Linked DNA regions of Sus scrofa: region 1 is linked to region 2. Evidence: chromatin contacts called from public Hi-C data. All regions are on one chromosome and are shown on one strand. Each heading gives the region's core, a stretch centred on a gene start, on an enhancer-like site or on the middle of the called end of the contact. The rest is flanking DNA. Distances are from core to core; before and after follow the strand shown. Region 1 holds the start of LOC102159288 (basic proline-rich protein-like). Region 2 holds the start of ZNF792 (zinc finger protein 792).

Region 1 (4,736 bases), core at 1,726-4,225, 37 kb before region 2:
AGTGGGCAAAACGTTTGCAACGTCTACTCGGGGGACTCGACACTCGGGTTGGGGAACAGCGCTATCGGTAAGAGAACATGCGAATGACTGAGGGGTGAAGATCCCTCGGACCCCAGTCAGGGCTATGAAGCAGCATGGCTCACAGGAGCAGCACCAGCAGTGCCAGGAAGTTGTGAGAAAGGCAGTCTGGGACTCAGAGCAGCCCTCTCTCCGATCGGGAAGTCGGGGAGGGGCCCGGGAGTGTCTACTGCATGTTCCAGGCTGAGGACCTCAGAGATAAAGGAGGGCTGAGTGGGTGGGGGTGGGGTGGTGCGTGGGGCGCACTTGCACTGAGCCCGGAGAACAAGGCGCAGATCTGGCGGAGGGCCAGGGAAGGCTGTTTTAGGGGTAAGAACAGTGCGTCCAGGACAGGACTGAGCTTGGCAGCTCTGAGAAGGAGCCAGGCGGCCAGTGGGGCTGGAGAAGGAGGAGAGGCGGGCACAGCCCCGCCCTGTGGGCCCCAGGCAGGAGCTTAGGCTTCACCCTGAGGGTCCTGGTGAGCTCAGGAAGGGTCCTGAAAGAGGGTCAGTCCTCCCCTGCCTCGTCTTCCTGTCCCTGCGGCCACAGATCTAGGGAAGGGTGCCTGAGGACAAGTGTGACACACACAGGGCACGGCCTGCGCCCCTGGATCTTGCTCCTTGGCAGGACAAAGAGGAAGTGTTCAAGCCTGACAGCCCCGAGGCTGCCCAACTAGGCAGGCCGCGGTAGAGGAAAGGGAGGAGCCCAGCCCCACACGGTGACATAGCTGGAGGACCGTTATGGGGGCAGGGACTTGGAAGGGAAAGCGGTTTTGCCACTGCGCACACCTCACCTCCGGCTTCCTGGGCCTAGACAGGCTGAGAGCTCCCTCTGGCCAGAAAGGGACAGAGGCACACACAGGTGTGCACAAAAGGAAACTTCAACAGGGGTCACACACAGCCCATGTCACAGGCAAACGACCGTTCCCTACAGTTTTAAGTCTCCCCCACCCCCCAGCAGCATCACAGGTATATTAAAGGCACACACAAAGCCACAGCATCCAAGCACAATTACCCACACACACCTGCAGGGCTACAAGTGTGCTACAGCCACCCACAAAGTCCCAGAAGTCACACACACACACACACACACAAACACGCGCACGCGTGCGCGCGCAGCTGCAAAGGATCCCGGGAACAGAAATCCAGGGAAAGTCCCAGGTAAGTTACATTCACACATACAGACACAAGAAAGTCGCAGACAACTGAAGGCACGTGACATTCCTAGAGTCACCGAGAGAGCCACGCAGGGAAAGAAAAGGACAGAGGACCCCGGCTAACCTGTGCACAAGCCAGGGAAATTAAGTCTAGGGTCAGCTCAGCTCTCATGGTGTTCCCCCATACGGGGGGGGGGAAGAGGAGCAAAGGCCTGCCCTTCCGTGGCGAGGGGTGGACATATCAGCTTCTGTCGCCCTGATACTCAGTCATGAAGGACTCAGGAATAATGCAGCTCCAGGAGGCTGTGGACACACCTCAACAATGCAAGGACCAGGTATTGAAATCACGTGCGGAACATGCTTTATAAACCATAACACGGGAGCAATGTCACTTATTATTGCTCCAAAGAGTCAAGGGTACACCCAAGGTCTCAGCAGGGAGGGTCCCAAGCCCACTAAGAGCCACAAGGGGTCTCTCTCTCTCTTACTTTGCACACACACAAAGCCCCAGAGGGTACCAGCTGCTCACATGGAAGCCCAGGCACACTCAACAATGTCACAAAGGGACACAGACAGGAACATTCACACAAAGATAGAATCAGAAGCAGATTATAGGCACAGCCCCAGGGGTTTCAATCATACCCACCAAGTCCTGGATGCACAAAGACACACACAAGTGACTTGGGTTTGCACACAGAGCTAATAGATGCAGAGGTAAATTACAGGCACACACAGAGCAGAGGGTCACAGCAGCAAACGCAGCCCCAGACACGTATGCACACATACACTATAAAGTCACAACTGAACACACAGGCAACTTACAGTGAGTGACACGTGGAACCACAGATGGAATCTGAGATAAATTCACACATTCACACATGCACACACGGCCAAGAAGGATCACAACCATCCTCACACTAGGAGACTTAGACATATGTTCACACATTCCAAAGTCACAATCAGACACGCATAGGTCTGACCAGATGAGCTACACTGCACACGGACATACAACCACAGGTCACAGCCACGCGGAGCCCCAGACACACACCATAGTCACAATCAGACACACACAGGGAGCTTACAGGAACACATGGAGCCACAATGGAATTGGAACTAAATCACACACAGAGCTAAAGAGGATCACAGCTGCCTGCTCGCTAGGACCTCAGATGGCATCCACACTTCCAAGACACCTACAACTGAAAACACTCTGGGCCCAGACAAGTAGGTCAATTCCCTACCCACGACCCCAGAGAATCTCAGGCACCAGGTCTGTGGCCACGCAGAAGGCCCCTCCCCAGCAGCTCCGAGACTCGCGACAGACAAGGATGGCCGGAGGGGGCCCAGACCCAGAGAGGCTGCCCCTGGGCCTGCCCGGCCTCCGGAGCCTGGAAGCCGGGGCCGGCGGGGACTTGTCTCTGCCCTGCCTCCACCGCAGGCCCGACGACCGGTCGGCCTCGCGCCCACCTCTCGCCTCCCAGGCAGGGACGAAGCAGGGCTGGGGGCGCTTCCCGCAGGCCGCACTCCCGGCAGGAAGAGACTTGGATCCCCGGTCCCAGCCCCGCCAGCCGGCGCATCGCGCCCGGGCAGTGACGTGCCGGCCTCCCAGCGGTCAGCGGCCGGCCCCCGAGCACACCCCTGCCCACCCCCTAAGCCTCCCTCCCCACGGCCGGCAGCGGTGCACAACTCCCGGACATCGGCTGCGGCCCCCCCACCCCGCCCAGCCCCCGCACCTCCCCCCCCCCCGGCGGTCCTTACTCGAACATGGATGCGGCGCGGCGGGCGCCCAGCCGCAGGGCAGGGCCGGGCCCGGCGGAGCGGGACTGGGCTGCGCTGGGCGTCCCCGCGGGGCAGGCGCCTCGCCCTGGTCGGCCGCCGCCCCCACCCGACCCGCGACCCGCGACCCGCCGCCCGCAGCCCCGCACAAAAGACCGGGGCCGCCGGAGGCCGCCGCAGCGTCAGCTCCCCCTTCCTCCCCGCCCCGTCGCGTCACCGCGCCGCCCCCCGCCCGCCCGCGGGAGGGAGGGGAGGGACCGGCCGAGGCGGGGAGGGGCGGCGGGGCCTAGCCGGAGAGTCCGGTACCGGGAGGGAGGAAGGGACCGAAGGGAGGCGGGAGAGCAGGAGGTGAGAGCCAGAGGGACACAGCCGGGGTTGGAGAGGTGGCCGAGGCGACGGAGGGACGGCAGGGACAGAGCGAGGCCCCCAGGGAGAGGGAGGCAGGAGGAGGATCAGAGATGGAGGGACCGGGCGCTGGGGCAGGAAGAGACACACATTGAGAGGGGAGGCTGGGATGCCAGAGACCCGGAGAGAACAAGAGAGAGGAAGAGAAAAAGAGAGACAGCGGATCTAAGGAGAGAGATGAGAAATGGACCCGGGGCGGAGGGGCACAAGGCGGGGGCGCAGAAAGAGGACAACACAGACTTAATTAAAACAAAACATCGCCATGGCAGCTAGCTGTCCGCCCAGGCCCTTCCCGCTCCCCTGGTACCCGGAAAAGGGTCCTCTGGCCCCTGTTGAGACTGGCTGGGCGCTCTCGGCATCCCCACCCCCCACCCCGGGGGGAACCTGAGAGGTGGGGCGGAGCTGGGGGTGGGATGGAGATTGGGGAAACGGAGGTGTTGGGGCTGTGGGTACCTGGGGAACCGCAGCTGGCGGGAAGTGGGCGGGACCCTAAGACGCCTCCCTCTCCTCATCTCTGAGGCCCTGCTGTCCTCTCAGGGAGGCCCAGCGCCTCGATCTCTGGGGACCCCCTCTTGGGCCCAGCCTAAGTTAAAATCCAGCCTTCCTGGCCCTTATCTGTGCTGTGACGTCGGGCAAGTCCTGCAAATCCCACTAACTCTGTGGTCAGAGCTCTCCCACCTGACAGTGGGGGTCAGGGGCAGCCCTGTTACAGAAAAGGAAGCCGGGCCTCAAAGCTGGGAAGTAACTCACCACTGAGGTCACGTTGCTGGACGTCAAATGGACGCAACCCTCCTTTGATGCCATGAGCTGCGCCTGTCTGGCAGTGGCCGCCTGAGTCTGCAGTGTCCTGGACTCCTTGTGCCTGTGAGTGAGTCCTGCCCCACAGCTCCTGAGCACAGGTGCCCCTGCATGGAGCCTTCTCACCACCCCTCTCCAGACAGGCTGTTCCTGCCTCTTGGAAAACCTCCATTCCCACAGCTCTCCCACCCTTACACCCCCTCCCTTCCCCCCAAACCCACCAGCTTCTCCTTTTTGGTGGACAGCAGGCCCCAAACTTCAGCTCTTCTTGACCTTCTCTTTCCCTCACACCCACATCCAGTCTCTCAGAAACCCAGTGGGCTGAGCCCACAAAATCTATGCAGAATGGAAGCCCTCCTCCCCCATCGCCCCCAGCCTGGCCCAGCCTCCATCCCCTCCTGGACCATCACACTGCCTCCTCCCTGGTCTCCCTGCTTCAGTCCAGGCCTCCTACAGTCTGCTTCCCACACACAGCCCCAGGGAGTCCGTGAAATGGTGTCAGGTCAGGGCCCTCCTGGCCAGCTCTCTCCTGGGACTCCATGTC
Region 2 (5,184 bases), core at 208-2,707:
GAAACTGTATACCTCAAGTTAAGGAATTTAGTGCTTTTCTATATATGGGAAGACGCAAGAGTCTGGCTCACTGAAATCATCCTTTGGATATGCACCTCAGCTGTCTGGGACCAGTATCCTGTGCTTTCTCATCCTGAGTCTCCTCAGGGTGCACCATTGGAGGGTGGCTGCAGTGGTTGAGGGTTTGATGGCAGCATCCTGTCTCCATCTGGAGTTCCCTCAGGGCTCATGGTTTGGTTAGGGTGGCTATAAAGTGATGGCTTGAGGGCTGCAACAGCCTTTGTTTACGGATATGGCTGGCAATATTGTTCATTCACACTGCTAAAAAACCAGACATATTGGAGCTCCTATTGTGGCTTAGTGGGTCTAGGACCCTATGTTGTCTCTGTGAAGTTGCAGATTCAGTCCCTAGACTTGATCAGTGGGTTAAGGATTCAGCATTTCCGTAACTGTGGCATAGGTTGCTAAGGTGGCTCAGATCTGGTGTTGCTGTGGCTGAGCCATAAGCCAGCAGCTGCAACTCTGATTTGACCCCTAACCTGGGAACTTCCATATATTGCAGGTGCAGCTGTAAAAAGAAAAAAAAAAGTATATGTATATATACACACACATATATATTCAATTAAAAACAAAAAACCCAGACTTTTTTTTTCTTTTTTTCTTTTTTAGGGCCACACCCCTGTGGCATATGGAGGTTCCCAGGCTAGGGGTCCAATCAGAGCTGCAGATGCTGGCCTATGCCACAGCCACAGCATAGGGGTCCGATCTGAGCTGCATCTGCGACCTACACTGCAGCTTGGAGCAACGGTGTATCCTTAACCCACTGAGCAGGGCCAGGGATCAAACCTGCATCCTCATGGATGAATTCATAACCCACAGGAACCCCCTCAGACATCTTAAGTTAAAGATTTCAGTGCCTTTCTATGTATGGGAAGATACAAGAATCTGGGGTCACTGAAGTTATTCCTTAGATTTGCAGGAACTGTATGCCAAGGCCTGCTACCTATCCGAGCCAGGTAGTGTTATTCTCCTATTTTGTTTACTGGCTGTTCACGAGGGTCCCTTTTGCTTAAACTGGAGTCGCCTAGAAGGCTCGTTCACACACAGAAGGCTGGGCCCCACCCCCAGGATGATTTCTGAATGTCTAGGTTTAGGTTATTACCAGAGAACTTCCATTTCTAGCAAATTCCCAGGTGATGCTGACGTTACTGCTTGGAGAAGCCCTGAATGAGCGCCACATTTAACGTAGGAAAATCCCGACATTAGATACTGTCCTCATTTTTCAATGTGACTCTAGGTGCTCAGGAGTCTGAGAAGTAGGGAGGCTGGCCCGCGTCCACACAGGCACCTGTGGGTGTCATGTGAACAGACCTCTGAGGACCCGCGGGATTTGGCCCCAGGCAGTCCCAGAAGTCTGGGGACAGCCCCCCCTCCCCACCCAGGAGGAAAACCACTCGGTGCAGCTCCGCCGGCGACAACGACAACCTGCAAGGTCCTCTCACCTCCCCAGCCCGCCTCCTCCACGCCGCAACCGACCAGCCTGGCCGGATGCAGGACAGAACACGCGATCCAGGAGGCTGTGCCGGTGCGTCACCGGCTGGCGCTGGGCCAATGACAGTCCGGGAGAGTGTCGTTTCTTAGGGCCGGGGAGGTGGGGGCCGGAACTTCCTGCGTTTCAGTCCAGCAAGTCATTTCCCTGGGCGGGTCGGTGCGCCCCGAGAGGTGGGCCCAGGGCCGGGGGTGGGGCTGGGCGGGTGACGCTTCCCAGGCGGCTTGTGGGACCCGGTGAGGAAGGACGGGAGGCTGGGAGCCTCCCCCGCGCCTTTTAATTAGTCGCGACCCCCTGGGACGCGGTGTCCGCCAGGGTCCCTCCGGGCCGCGCGCTCTTCGCGGCCCCAGAGGCGGCGCCCGGGCCCGGGGCGCCCTTGACCCCCGGGAGACGGACGTCCCACCTCGCCCAGGGCAAGGCCAGGCAGTGGTAGGCTGAACCTGCGACCCCCGCCTCAGTCACCTGCCTCTTAGGGGCCGCGCTGCGTCCACGGGCTGCGATGGCGGAGGCGGCGCTGATGGACCCCGCGCAGGTGAGTGGATGGGCGTCGGACCCTCACCGCTGGGACCCACGCTCACGTGCCCTGCGCTGGGGCACCAAAGATGGGCGTGGCTCAAGGAATTTCCACCTTTCTCCTCTGCTTTTGAGGGCGCCCTGGGCATGGGGTAGGGTGGGGAATCACTCACAGCCTAGGGTCCCCAATCCAGGCCAGGGAATAAATATATGGAGCTGCTCCCATTTCTGAACTCTAGCGGGATGAGGTGGGAAAGCGTTTACTAGGCACAGGAACCAGCACGTGCAAATGCCTGTAGTGTTCAGGGAGCAGGTGGGCCAAAGTCAGCCCTGGAATGGCAGGTTTGGGCCTCTGTTCTGAGAGTGTTGGGAGCCATAGAAGGTTTGAGAGCAGAGGAGGAAGATGATCCACCCCCACCCCGTGGATGAAGAGTGGAAAATGGACTGTTGAGGGTGAAGGTAGGGAGGCAGTCCATGGGAGTGGGGTGGGTGACAGGAGTTAGAAGAAGTGACTGGATTCCAGGTGTGTTTTTTAAGATTTTCTGATGTGGAGGCAGACAGAGAAAAAAAAAGAGGTGATTTCATGGCTTTTGATTTTAGCGGCTGGAAGGATGGCTGAAGCCTCAAGTGAGAAGGGGAAGTTGGTGTAGAAGGAGCAGGAAGTTAGGTTTGGATCTGAGTTCCAGAGACCCCAGAGTGGAGCTGGACACCCAGTTATGTGTGCTGGGGAGGCTTGGTTTAGGTCATGGGACACCGACTCTATACAGGAACCATAGGCAGACCATGTATAAAACAGAACTCTGAACCACAACCTGCAGCAACCTGCCCAGGAAGTCAACCTCTTTATCTACAGCAAACAACCCAGGAAGCCATCCTGCTCTAAGTTAGACTTGCAGGAAGCCAGATTGCTATCTCTAGTGACAATCCAGGAAGTTAAACAATAACTGCTCTAACTATTGGCCCCAAATGACCAGGACTTAATAACTGATGACTGGTCTAATTTTTGTTGCTACTTCCAACTCAGGCCAACCAGAGAAAGCCAGATATGTGCTCCTCACCAATCACAGAGAACACCTTGCTTCTGCTTAGCCTGCCCACAGCTTCCCTTTGCCAGCAGGGCGTACCCGAAGCCTTCCATTTTTTTCCACTTATAAAGCTTGCCCCCTCCTCTGTCTGCCTTTGAGTCTCTGCCAGAACGTAAGTGGCTGCCTCCCTTTCTATAGCAAACTCAGAACAAATAGCTTTTGCTTTTCTCATATAGTTGGTCTGTGTTAATGTTCACGGGAAACATCCAAAATGTGGCATCTGGTATGTGGACAAGGATGTAACTGTGTGTCCGGTCTAGGAGGGTGAAACTTCAGGTGACGTTAGGGGAATGGAAGAAGGAGGAAATTGGGGCCTGAGAACTACCTTGCTTGCCTGGGGACTTTGGCTGGCTTGTTTGGTATCATAAAGACGGATGAGGGAGTGGAGTTCCTTCGTGGCCTAGTGGTTAAGGATTCAGTGTTGTCACTGCTATGGCTTGGGTTCCATCCCTGACTTGGAAACTTCTGCATGCCTCAGGGTCAGCCAAAAAAGAAGAAGAAAAAAAAAACAACAACGTATATGAGGGAGAGTTCGTGTTCATGGTGGTTGGGAGGGGGGCTGTGTAGGGAAAAGTGGGCAGGTGGTCACGTTTTCCTGGGGGGCATAGATGGGAAAGGGGTGCTGAGGCTTTGTAGTATGCAGATAGTTGTGGGGGTTTTTTGTCTTTTTTTTAGATCTGCACCCATGGCATGTGGAGGTTCCCAGGCTAGGGGTCCAATCAGAGCTGCAGCTGCTGGCCTGCACCACAGCCACAGCAACACCAGAGCCGAGCCACGTCTGCAAACTATACCACAGCTCATGGCAATGCTGGATCCTCAACCTACTGAGTGAGGCCAGGGATTGAACCTGCAACCTCATGGTTCCTAGTCGGATTTGTTTCTGCTGTGCCACGACAGGAGCTCCAATGCAGATAGTTTTATAGTGAGACCTGGGCTGGTGCTCATTCAGCCACCTGCTTTCTCATCAGGCCTTTGTGGACCCTTAGGGGGGTCAGTCAGGCTGGGAAATCAACTCAGGCAAATGGGGCGAGTTGGGAAGAGCCATTAGGCCCTGGTGGGTGGGGGCAAGAGGACCAGAGAGGTTGGCTTTTGAATGAGTGGGATTGATTAGGGGACCAATGTGCAGTACAGGAGAAGAGGGCCAAGGGTGTCTGATGCGGTCCTGGATGCCAGGCAGAGGCCCAGCTGGTGAGGCCTTCACATCCAGGCTCTCTGCAGTGGGAGCCGTAGAAGACCTGGGACAGAGTGGGACAGAGTGGGATCGTGGTTGTGTTTGCCAGGAATGCTCTGGATGCTGTCGGGGAGGGGGAAACTTCCCTCTCTACCTCTCTTTTGAGTTCTTGCGGCTGGACTAATAATAAAATTAACAGAAGACACATTAACAGGAGAAAGAGAAAGAAATTTCAGTGCACATGAGGGTCTCACAGAGGTGGGACCTAAAATTGGCCAAAATAGGCAGCTTTTATACTTAGACAAAGAAACAATAACTTTGCGAGGGATTGACTGGAAAAAGAAACTTAGGTTTTGGATACCCAATTAGTGAAGTATCTAAACAGAGTTTGGGCTTCAGGTGTTAAATTAAAGAAGTAACAAGGTCTGGGTTCCCTGGCGGCTCAGTGGGTTAAGGATCCAGTGTTGTCACTGCTGTGGCTCTGGTCACTGTGTCTTGGGTTTGGTCCATGGCCCTGGAATTTTTGCATGCTGTGGGCACAGCCAAAAAAAAAAAAAAAAAAAAAAAGCCAAAGAAGAAGAAGTAATAAGATTTATTTATACAGGTTTCTCAGCCTAAATTCCCTATCTTTGGCAATAAAGGTATTCTTTACCTCCAGATGCAGGGGTGCACCTTCTACTTAAGACATTATTTCCTGTTTCAGGGGACAAAGGAGCGTCAGAATGTCCCTCTTGCCTTGGCTATTTCTTCAGTAACTTATAATAACTAAGTTATATATAATAACTAACTTATAATAATTAAATAATATATTATTTATTTACTTTTCTATTTATGGCCACACCACAGCATATAGAAATTCCTGAGCT

What was found. A called contact is a pair of places that touch in the nucleus more often than the background predicts.
Region 1: a contact with region 2 is called in a Hi-C map of liver, with 5 times the contacts expected there. The contact joins the promoter of LOC102159288 here to the promoter of ZNF792 in region 2. A contact is called at or near these places in 3 of 47 Hi-C or Micro-C datasets (blood, epiblast stem cells and liver).

The regions. Positions count from the first base shown.
Region 1 is chr6:44,572,291-44,577,026 of Sscrofa11.1, reverse strand. It overlaps LOC102159288 (basic proline-rich protein-like), which reads left to right and starts at 2,975. Exons shown (of 4, transcript XR_001309060.2): 1 at 2,975-3,337; 2 at 3,932-4,258. GRAMD1A (GRAM domain-containing protein 1A) reads right to left here and starts at 3,138. Exons shown (of 23, transcript XM_005664473.3): 1 at 2,972-3,138. The coding sequence starts at 2,979.
Region 2 is chr6:44,533,440-44,538,623 of Sscrofa11.1, reverse strand. It overlaps ZNF792 (zinc finger protein 792), which reads left to right and starts at 1,457. Exons shown (of 4, transcript XM_005664471.3): 1 at 1,457-2,081. The coding sequence starts at 2,049.